2 separate regions of the Oryctolagus cuniculus genome follow, and region 1 is linked to region 2. The links are chromatin contacts, called in public Hi-C maps. All regions are on one chromosome and are shown on one strand. The core of a region is the stretch at or near the end of the contact, and the rest is flanking DNA. Distances in the headings are between cores, read along the strand shown. Region 1 overlaps RBPMS (RNA binding protein, mRNA processing factor). Region 2 holds the start of RBPMS (RNA binding protein, mRNA processing factor).

The links. A called contact is a pair of places that touch in the nucleus more often than the background predicts.
Region 1: a contact with region 2 is called in a Hi-C map of embryonic fibroblasts, with 2.5 times the contacts expected there. The contact joins the enhancer-like site here to the promoter of RBPMS in region 2.

What each region holds. Positions count from the first base shown.
Region 1 is chr2:80,508,470-80,513,171 of mOryCun1.1, forward strand. It overlaps RBPMS (RNA binding protein, mRNA processing factor), which reads left to right. Exons shown (of 8, transcript XR_007918162.2): 2 at 2,487-2,564. Among named protein-coding and RNA genes, the nearest start is that of RBPMS, 84 kb to the left of the region's middle. Within about 2 kb of position 2,227, at least 2 of the 8 cell types and tissues checked have an H3K27ac peak or open chromatin away from gene starts, as enhancers often do.
Region 2 is chr2:80,424,753-80,429,743 of mOryCun1.1, forward strand. It overlaps RBPMS (RNA binding protein, mRNA processing factor), which reads left to right and starts at 2,422. Exons shown (of 8, transcript XR_007918162.2): 1 at 2,422-2,769. LOC138848503 (collagen alpha-2(I) chain-like) reads right to left here and starts at 2,307. Exons shown (of 2, transcript XM_070068518.1): 1 at 1-2,307. The coding sequence starts at 2,307. The coding sequence ends at 1,537.

The sequences.
Region 1 (4,702 bases), core at 977-3,476, 84 kb after region 2:
TCAGGTGGGACGTGTCTCCTCCTCTGCTGGGGTTCTGAGATCTCCGACAAGCCCCCATGTTTTTGGGAAATAGACTTCCCTGTCCACTCAAGAAATGGGCCTGGACTTGCAAGATCAGGTTTCTGATGAGCAGGTACAACTGGAGCAATTTATATCCTAGCACATAGGCCCCCCCAGTTCCTCACTGTCTGAATACTATGGGGTGTGCAATCTTCCCAGACATCGCCGGAGTTACAAAGTTACCTTCCTCCTTCCTTCTCTTGTATTTTAATTTCCCCTTGTGAGCTGGCTACTCTGTAACATCCTGTTTCCCTAGTGAGTTTTGCTACATCTTCAAGTTAGCTGAGGGTGGTTTTCCATGCTGTGTTGAAAATGGACCACCAGATATTTTCTGACAGCAAGTGAATGGGTAAGCTTGTATATACACAGAGTATTACTCAGCAATAAAAAGAGATAGACTGTTGCTCTATTCAGTGACACTGAGGAAGGACTAAAGAGGCACGAGGAAGGTTTGGAGGTGATGACTTGATTGTGATCGGTTCCAGGGGTTATAAATGTGCCAAGACTTAAATTGCACGCATTTAAGATGTACACTTCATCGTCTATCAATTATACCTCAAGGCTATTTAAAATAGGAGGGTACCCCCCAAAATTCATGGAAAATGGAAATAAAGGATGTTTATTTTGATGCAACAAAAGGCTGAGCTTGGGGGAGGATGTTACGGAGCAGCATAGTGAGCCACTGCTTCGCGTGCCATGCTAGTGATGGTGGCCCAAGGGCTCGGACTCCCGCTGCTCCTCCAGGAGACCTGGGTGGAGTTCCAGCCTCCTGGCTTCTGCCTGGCCCAGTGTCGGCTGTTGGCGTGGTTTTGGAAGGAGAGTTCTCTGTGTCTGTCTCTCTCACTGTACCTTTCAAGTAGGTTAAAGTAAACAAACAGCTACATAAACGGACTATGGTAGAAATCAATACTCAGAGTAAGTCTAGTTTTAAAAGAAGATGGAATTCCATGCATGTGCTGGATTTTCAAAAAGTTCATGGAAAATGCATGTTATGAAATAACTGTGCATGAATTTCAAGTCCATTTAAAAATCCAATGGCCCTCCATGTGGAACGTGGACTTCTGAACTGGTAGGCCTAATGCCTGCCCCTGCACAAACATTTTGAGATACTTTCATGTAAATAAATAGTAAACCATTCAGAATTCCAGGGCTGTTGTTAATTAACACCTACATGCAAATGACATGGTGTTTGACCAGAGATTAATAAAAGGGCCTTGCTTGCTGATTTGTGCTTCTTTACAGTTAAAATCAATAGGAAATGTTGAGAATTTAAAAAAAAAAATTCTCCCTATTTCTCACTGAGGAAAAACTATATTTTTACATGGTTTATCATTGAGATGCCTTTTAAAAGAGTTAAGATGATTTCTAATGAGGAACTCAGCCTGAATTGAGAAAAAGAGGAATGGAGAACGCGGTGGTGTTAATTCAGTGGCTAATCCTTGCCCACGGAATCAACATCAGGTCCCTAGTTTTTGCCCTGTAAGCTTCTGGCTGGGCTTTGACTCACCTTGTGCGAAGAATGCACCGTGCTGTGCCTGCCTTCCTGCCTCTGTGCTTCTTCCCTACCCCACCTCATCACCTTTGTTCCCTGTCTGGGTAAAATGCTACTCAGCCTTTAAGTTCCCATGCAGATAGCAAGGTGTTTTCTCTGATTGTCTCGGCCAGAAGTGTGTCACCCGTATTCTGTAGCTGACTCAACACTAAGCACGTAGTCTGTGCCCTGTGCCTTGCACTGTATCAATTTACATGCATTTCTGGAGTGACTTTAGTCAGTGGCACCTAGCAAGCACCTTGTATGTAGTAATCGTATGTGTGTGTGTGTGTGTGTGTGTGTGTGTTGGTTGTGCCACAGAAGAGTGCAGTGGGAGTTATTTTTGTAAGTAGAAAGTTATAGCAAGTAGAATGTTACACATTTTGGCTGTTGCTTAGATATGTTTGACTTTACTTTCACTTTTGTTGGGATTGTGATTCATGCTCAATGAGGAAAGGAGTGATAAGGCAAACAGCAGAGAACAATTGTTCTGATTTTATTTTTGGATACATTACATTATGTGGCTGTATTGTCAGGGCAGCCGAGTGGGAAGACTCACTGTCCTCCTGACATTTTTTCCTAAGCTAATATTTAGATTATGTGGAACCTTCCCTCCCCCTAGGTTTCTAGAACTGGGCAGGGGCCGGGTCGGGGAGGGGAAATGAGTTTGTAAATTGCAGTCAGCCAGGCATAATTCTCTCCAAATAATCTACATAAAAATACTTGAGGATTAGCTCAGTGGCATCTTAACATGACAGTATTGCACGTGTCAAGGAAAGAGCATGACTTTGGCAGGAGTCAGAATATTGGGAGGGAACCGTTTTTAAGGTTGCGGGTGAAAGCCATCCCCTGAATTGCCCTTGGCCTTGCTCACTTGTTAAATTTATTTTTCCAGGTCCGAACCCTATTTGTCAGCGGTCTCCCTCTGGATATCAAACCTCGAGAACTCTATCTGCTTTTCAGACCGTTCAAGGTACCTTTGCTATGTTTAAACAACCGTCAAAGGAAGCAAAAAGACCAAGTGTTAATGCTTCGTTGAGGCTTTGCGGGGGAGGGAAATGGAATGTTGGAGGAAGCACTTTGCAGGATGATGTTTTTAGAAGGCTGGACATATGTAGTCCTCTGTACCCTGCGTTAACCTGACCACTGTTGTTGTTGTCAGGACAAGAGTGTCCTAAGTTTCAAAGTAAGATAAAATCTCAAAGAGGTTGAGAGGAATGTGTTCTACTGTCAGATAAAGTCTTCAATGCAGTTGGCTGTCCTTTTTGACTATGGAAATAAAATCACTGTAGAGATATTAGATGTTACTGGCGTTCAACCGTAACAAGAAATTGGGCAACAGTACAGCAGGGGAGAAGGAGAGAGGGCTTCCATAGGGAAACCTTGAGGCACAGGAGAAGGCTGGAACTGCTCGGGAAGTGGCCTAGGCAGCAGTCTCATGACCTGGGGACCTGTGTCGGGATCTCTGGGTTGCTCAGAGTGGGTATGTCAGCAGTGGTGCGTGACATCGGCCACCTTTATGAGTAGGTGCTGGGCAGCCTTGATTTCTGGCTTGTGAGCCATCTTGATTGAAGCAGGACCCCTGTGAGTGAGGCGGGATGGGTTCAGTCTCAGGAGACACTGGGATGGGACAGGTGCAGGTGCTTGCGTCGGAAAGGAGGCACATGTAGGACGTCTAACTTTCCAAGAAAGAGCTGCAGCTCTGTTCTCATGGCCGTCCCCTCAATGCAACGAAACTGGTGACCTCACAGCAGGAAGCAGAAGGAATAAACACGCAGAGGAAGTGGGAGAGGCAGAGTGTTGTGGAGAAAGTGCCAACTTTGAGAATTTACTGTCTCTTCTGCAGGGTTGCAGTGTTACAAAAGGGACAGCTTTCTGTGTAGGATGAGGACAGCTCATTGTAAAAATAATTGCTAATCTCAACTGACAAAATACTGTTACGCTGTTACGCAGAGAAAGGGTCAGAGATGGAGCTAACAAGCCCCTTACAGATTCTCTAATGTATCATCACAGTCCTTGGAAGTGCGTTAGCGCCCCTCCCTCCCTTTTTTTAAATAAGGAATTGAAAATTTGGAGCAGTTGAATAAATCACACTCATGTGTACACGCATCGTAAGTGATGGGGCTGGGATTCAAACTCAGGCAATCTGACTGCACCTCACAGTCTGAACTATGACGCCAGGCACTGCTAGGCTGTGTGTTCCTTGAGAAAGCCAGCCGGTATTTCACTGGAGTGTTTCACAGGACTGTTTGTCCTGTGCCTTTGAGGCCTTCGGGGATTTAGAACCTCAGGTCTTTGCAAGAGAGAGCACCTTGAGCAAAGGAAGAGGCAAGGCTGTGAATCACGCCTCTAGCCGGGACAGCTCAAGGCCTCTGAGGCAAAATGTTTATAGTAGCTAATTGGTGACATGGTTCTCTGCTCGGGAGATGTGAGGATGAATCAGTGCCAGCATCCTGCCCAGAAACCTCAGTGCTAAAGTCAGGACCCTGGTACATTCCTAGCAACCTTCTTTTAATTAAAGTCCCTGCGGCCTGACCCCAGCCTGCAAATCTCTCCCTGGGCTGATGCGAGCAGTGCTGTTTTCTCCTCCTGGGTCATCCATCAGTGCCAGCCAGCAGGCTTTGCTCAAGTTCCGAAAGAAACACACGTGTGTGTTACCCTTACCCTGAGGATCCAGTAGGGGTGAGGCGAGAAACAAGAGAATGAAGGGGCACTGAGTGTTCCCAGCTTCCTTGAGGAGGGGCTGGAGTTGAAAAACCCAACAGGGAAGTTTCCCAGGTCCCCATCAGAATGCCGCCGTGAAAGTTGGCGGCTTCAGTGTGTGCACAAAAGAACTCCACGCGGTGCTGTGATCACCGCCTGCTTAACCTTTGCTGGCGGCTGGAATGAAACGACTTGGTTTATGCCTGATGTTTCATTGTATAGCCCGAGTCAAGCATGCTCTGACCTTGCTATCTTATTAAATTTATCCTCTTCCCTCTCCCAGTTCTATGAGGTCCCCATTATTATCTAGACCAAGAAAAAACAAAGACCTACTGTAGACAAGCACACCCTTGTTCCTACCATTGCATAATTTCATGAAAGAATGCAAGGAAGAGAAACAGATACATT
Region 2 (4,991 bases), core at 1,172-3,671:
TCCGCAGCGGCCATTGGAAGGTGAACCAACGGTAAGGGAAGACCTTTCTCTCTCTCTCTCTCATTGTCCACTCTGCCTGTCAAAAAAACAAAACAACTCCTAGAAATGTTTTGTTTCTTATCCCAGAGATTTCTGACCTCAACAATGGACAAAGTCCTGGTTTGGCTTGAAGATAGGAGCAGCAGTCTCTGAGTTTGGGAGGGAGCCACACTTCGCTGGGTTGGGGGGGGGGGTCCCCCAGGATCCTGAAGTCATACAACATAACCCACCTTCTCCGAAGTGAGGCCTGGCTGGAGACATCAAGGACCGGCTTAATCGTCACTTTCCTTGGGGTTTGTCAGGCTCAGCAAAAGGGGGTTTGGTTCTGTCACAGGCAAGAGTGGAGAAGGGCACAGGGCCCAAGACCACCGCTCAACTATTGCTCAGGAAGATATCGCCCCCTCGTGGTTCCTCCTCTAACTGAGGGAGGAGCAGGCCGCGGACAGGGCTGCCAGCCCAGGCCAACACATCAGAAGGCAGACACAGCTTCCGGACTCCCCGTAGCCTCGCCCCTCGGAACATCTTCAGCTGCGGCTTCAACAGCCTCCTCCTAGGTTATTCTCATCGATGTGCAATGCACCTTCATTCCCAGAGAGATCGGTGACACCGTGGCAGCAGTTAGAGAAAAACTTTTTTTTTTCCCGGATAGAAAACTTTTCTTTCAAAATCTGCAGACCTCAAAGAACAAACCCGGTACATACCATGGTATTTCAAAAAAGCTCATGGAAAGATGGAATGAAAATATACATTTACCAGGCTGCAAAAAATTGGGGGGGGGGTTGGAAATTCATGCATAGTTTTTTTTCATAGTAAGCATTTTCCATGAACTTTGTGAAACTCTCTTGTAAATCCAAGAAGATTATTGAATGGCCCTTCCTGATCCCCTTAAAGCAAAAGATGTTTGTGCTCTGCCAGGATGTTGTTGCTTTGGAGTTGTTCCTGGTATCTGGTCTCCACAACTCCATTTTCAGCTCCCTACAGGCAGGGTCTTATCTTCTGCTGTCACCCCCACCCCCACCAGCACTCAAAGCTGTATAAGCTCTGGAGGGGGGAGGGGAGGCAAGATAAAGGGCAGGCCAGTCAATAAATAGAAACTGTGATAGGTGCTGTGCAGGAAGGAATTCCTGGGAGCGGGAGGCGGCGCTGAACGAACTAGTTGCGAGTTGTAAGGTTATACATTTGTAGCAGTCAAGTTTAGACGCATAACTGGACCCATAAGACAAAAGGCTCCAGGCCCAGAAGAAATGGAAATTTTCTTCATAATGATGTTAGCATCCATGTTGTAAGCCTACAGCGGGCAGGAGGGTGTGAGGCGTGCCCCCCACACTCCGGGGTAACTGCACCCATTTCACGGACGAGAAAATAAAGTAGGCAGTCCCCCAGAGGCGCGGCGGGAACACTAGGCGGGCGCCTCGCTTTGCCCGAATGCCTTGACCCTCCAGGGCTGCCTGCCAAGACTCGTTTAGAAAAGTGCCCACTGTGTGCCGGGGGGCTCATTTAAACAGCCGCGGGATTAGCCGGATAAACAGGGCTCGGTCTCCTTTGCCAGGAAGGCGCTCCCCAAAGAGAGGCCAGGTGAACAATCAACTCCAGAGCGGGCCGGCGGGGGGCTCGCGGGGGGCTCACGGGGGCCCGGCTGTCCCCGGCGTTCCTCCGTCCCGGGCCTCCAAGCCCTCGCCCCGAGGGCGCGACCCGCGTCTCAGCCCCTACCGGCGAGGAGCCCGGGGGCGCGCAGCTCCCTCGTGGAAAGCAGGCAAACAAAAGTGGCACATCCCAGCCCCCGGTCCGCGCACGGCCAGGGCCCGGCTCCCCGAAGCCCCCTCTCCGAGCCGGGGCGCGGGGGACGCCGCGTGCGCCCGGGGACCCGGCTCTCCAGCCTCCCTTGCTCAGCCCGCCCGGCCCTCGCTCTGCCGTCGAGCCGGGGCCGGGGTCGGCCGCTTCCGCTCCGCGCCGCCGCCCCTCCCCGGCGCGCGCCATCCGGCCCGGGCCGCGCCGACTCCGCGGCCCCTCCTCCCGCCGGGGGGCTTCGGCGGCCCCCGTCCCGTCCCTGCGGGCTGACGGCGGCAGCCCACGTCCAGGGAGGGCGGAGGGAGGCGGAGAGGGAGGGGAGAGCGGAGAGGGGAGGGAGGGAGGCGAGAGAAAGGAGCTGCAGCGGACTCGGACTTCCCAAAGCCGGCCAGGAGCGCGCAGCCAGCGGCTCTCCGCGTCCCAGCGTCCCAGCCGCGGCCGGCGCCTCCTCCTCCTCCTCCTCCTCTCCGGCCGCCCCATCCCTTCCTTCCAGCCTCGCTCTGCTCCGGCAGCGGCAGCCCCCAGCCCCAGCTCTCCGCGCTCACTCCTGGGACGCGCGCCCTCGCCCCATCCTCTCTTCCTCCCTCCCTCCCTTCCTTCCTTCCCTCGCGCCCGCCCTCCCGCCCCAGGTCTCCCTCCCGGTCGCGATTGTCTCCGCGCCCCGCTCGGCCGGCCCGCGCCCGCGCCCTGCCCGCACTTCCTCCCCGAGTCGCCCGCCGCCGTCGTCTGCGCGCCGCGGGAGCCCAGCCCGAGCCTTCGCAGCCCCGCGGCGCCCGCCCGAGGCAGCCCCGGCGCCCCGGGGAAGGCAGAAGCGGGCGAGCGCGCCCTCGCCCAGCCCCGCGCCCCAGCCCTGCCCGGCGACGAAGGACCGGGAAGATGAACAACGGCGGCAAAGCCGAGAAGGAGAACACCCCGAGCGAGGCCAACCTCCAGGAGGAAGAGGTAGCGGTGGCCCGGGCGGGCGGCGGGGCGCGTCCGGGGGCCGGCGCGCCGTGGCCCCGGCTGGGTGCGTCTCCAGGGCGCGGGTTCTGGGGGTGTCCGCGCACCCTGCGCTGCGTGACTTGCAGAACTTTGCGGAGACACCCTCCAAGTAGAATGCTCGGCTTTGTGTGCCCGGGATTTTAAAAGCGGAATCGAGAGCTGACTCCTGGGTGACCTCAGGTTACTGGGACCCGAGGGTCAGGGCTTCTCTGAGCGCCAGGGGCTGGAAGCCGGCGGGAGGGAGTGCGTGTGTCTGTGTGCGTGCGTGCGGGCGGCTTTGGGAAGGAGTTGGGGAGAAGCTCTGTTAGGGGCTGGCGCTGGCGCCGGTGTGAAAAGTTCTTGGCCAAGTCTCTCCGGAGCCGGGGCGTGTGTGGATTCATCGATAACTCGCCGCCCGCGAGGCGGGAACCCCCGAACCCCGGGCTGTGGTAGACTTCGGGGGCGGGGTGTGGATGTGGGGAGCAGAATGAGAGGGGCCGAAAGCGTCGCTCCCGGAATGCTGGCCAGGACGCTGCGGTAGGACTTTGATTTGGGTTGTGCGTCCGGGATCCTGGAGGGGAGACAGCTTGCAGTTGGGGGGCACTTGCCTTTGGCAAACGCGAAGCCGAGGAAGTGTGGGGAAGGGGTGTGCGGGACGCACGTTCCAGAACTCCGTAGTTAGGGGATGATTGTGGGGTTTCTCAAATGACTGTTCCCGCAGCCCCAGAAACAGTGCCTCCGCTCACTTGCTGAGTTCCCTCGAAGTTGGGGCTCTCAGCCTTCCGCCAAGAGCTCGCGCGCGTGTGTGCGGGAGCCAGAGAGCGTGCGGTGCGCGCGGGCGGCGAGGCGGTGCCGCAGCGCCGGGCCCGAGAGTTGGAAGTGGACCTCGTGCAGGAATCCCTCAGCCCTTTTAAGTCGTCCACGTGTAAAATTGGAGCTATTTAATTAAATAGGAGAGACAGGCGAAGACCATGCAAAACAATGCAAAAGGTAGCGCCGTGGAGCAGCGTTGTCACCTGGGTGAGTTAGTAAGCTGAGAATTGGCTCCTGGAGGAAATCGCCTGTTTTATGACAAAGCTTTATTTTGAAAAGCTGTTTGCCCCTTCTTGTTTGGTGCCTGCAAATGTAGGACTACTCGTGACAGTGCTTTTAAAAAGACACCAAGGCTGGAATTCCAAATTCCACTTTCTGGCTTCTCTACTGTTTAGTTTATTTTCCCTGTCCTTTAAAAACTGAAAAATGATGGCAAATTTGCATTTTCAGGAATTGGCATGTGCAGCTAATTCACTTAACCCGTCAAGAGAATCATTGCTTCAGAAACCTTTCTGTTCCACTTAGAGTGGCAATCTGGCCGCTCCTAAGTGTGAGAGTGTATCTTGTGAAACAATCTTTCTCTGTTAACCAGTTGAGGAAACTTGTAGTTAAGAGAAAGTTCATCAGACTGCAGATTTTTTTCTTTTTCTTTTGGTAGTAGCAAAATGGGCTCAGGTGTCTCGAAAACCATATCCAATTAACTTAAAATCGAATGGACGACAGAAGTCAGATTTTTCTCTTGACCCATGCCAGGTGAACTGCCGCCAGGATTTGCCTGGATGGGCTCGGTTATCGCGAGGTTGTGGGTCCCTGTGATCAGAGGCCATCCAAGTCGCAGGCATTGCTTCTAGTTTCCCCAGCAGCGTTCCTTTCCGGGTGGGAAAGGCGTGGGCTCCTCCAGGTGTAGGTCTTTTTAGCAAAACGCTTGTTACTTAAAAAATAAGACAGGAGGTAGGAAGGTTTCAGAACCCAGGTTGTATAAGAAGCGAGAGTATACACTGCGGATACACCCTGACCAGAGAGGGTTTATGGTTGACATTCTGGTTTTGAAACACTAACCTCCTCTCTCTTTCTCCCCCTCCCCTTTTTTTTCCTAACCCTGAAAGCCACAAGTTAAATAAATATGGCATTTGGTGGGTGCCATTCAGTGAGCTTAGCATTGCACAAAATCCCACTGCACTGGCCGCTTTGCCTGCCCACCCAGAGGAGCAGCGGTTTGTTTTCAGAAAGCTTTGGCAATGGGCCGCAGGAGACAGGGCATACACGTGTAACACGGACACGCACACACCAGGACAGGAGGGCTGTTTCTGGTGACTTGTGAACGGCAGTGGACAGTGAGTTCCAATCACCGTGAGAAAACGGTCGATGTTGTGGTTGTCAGGGTGCTTCGG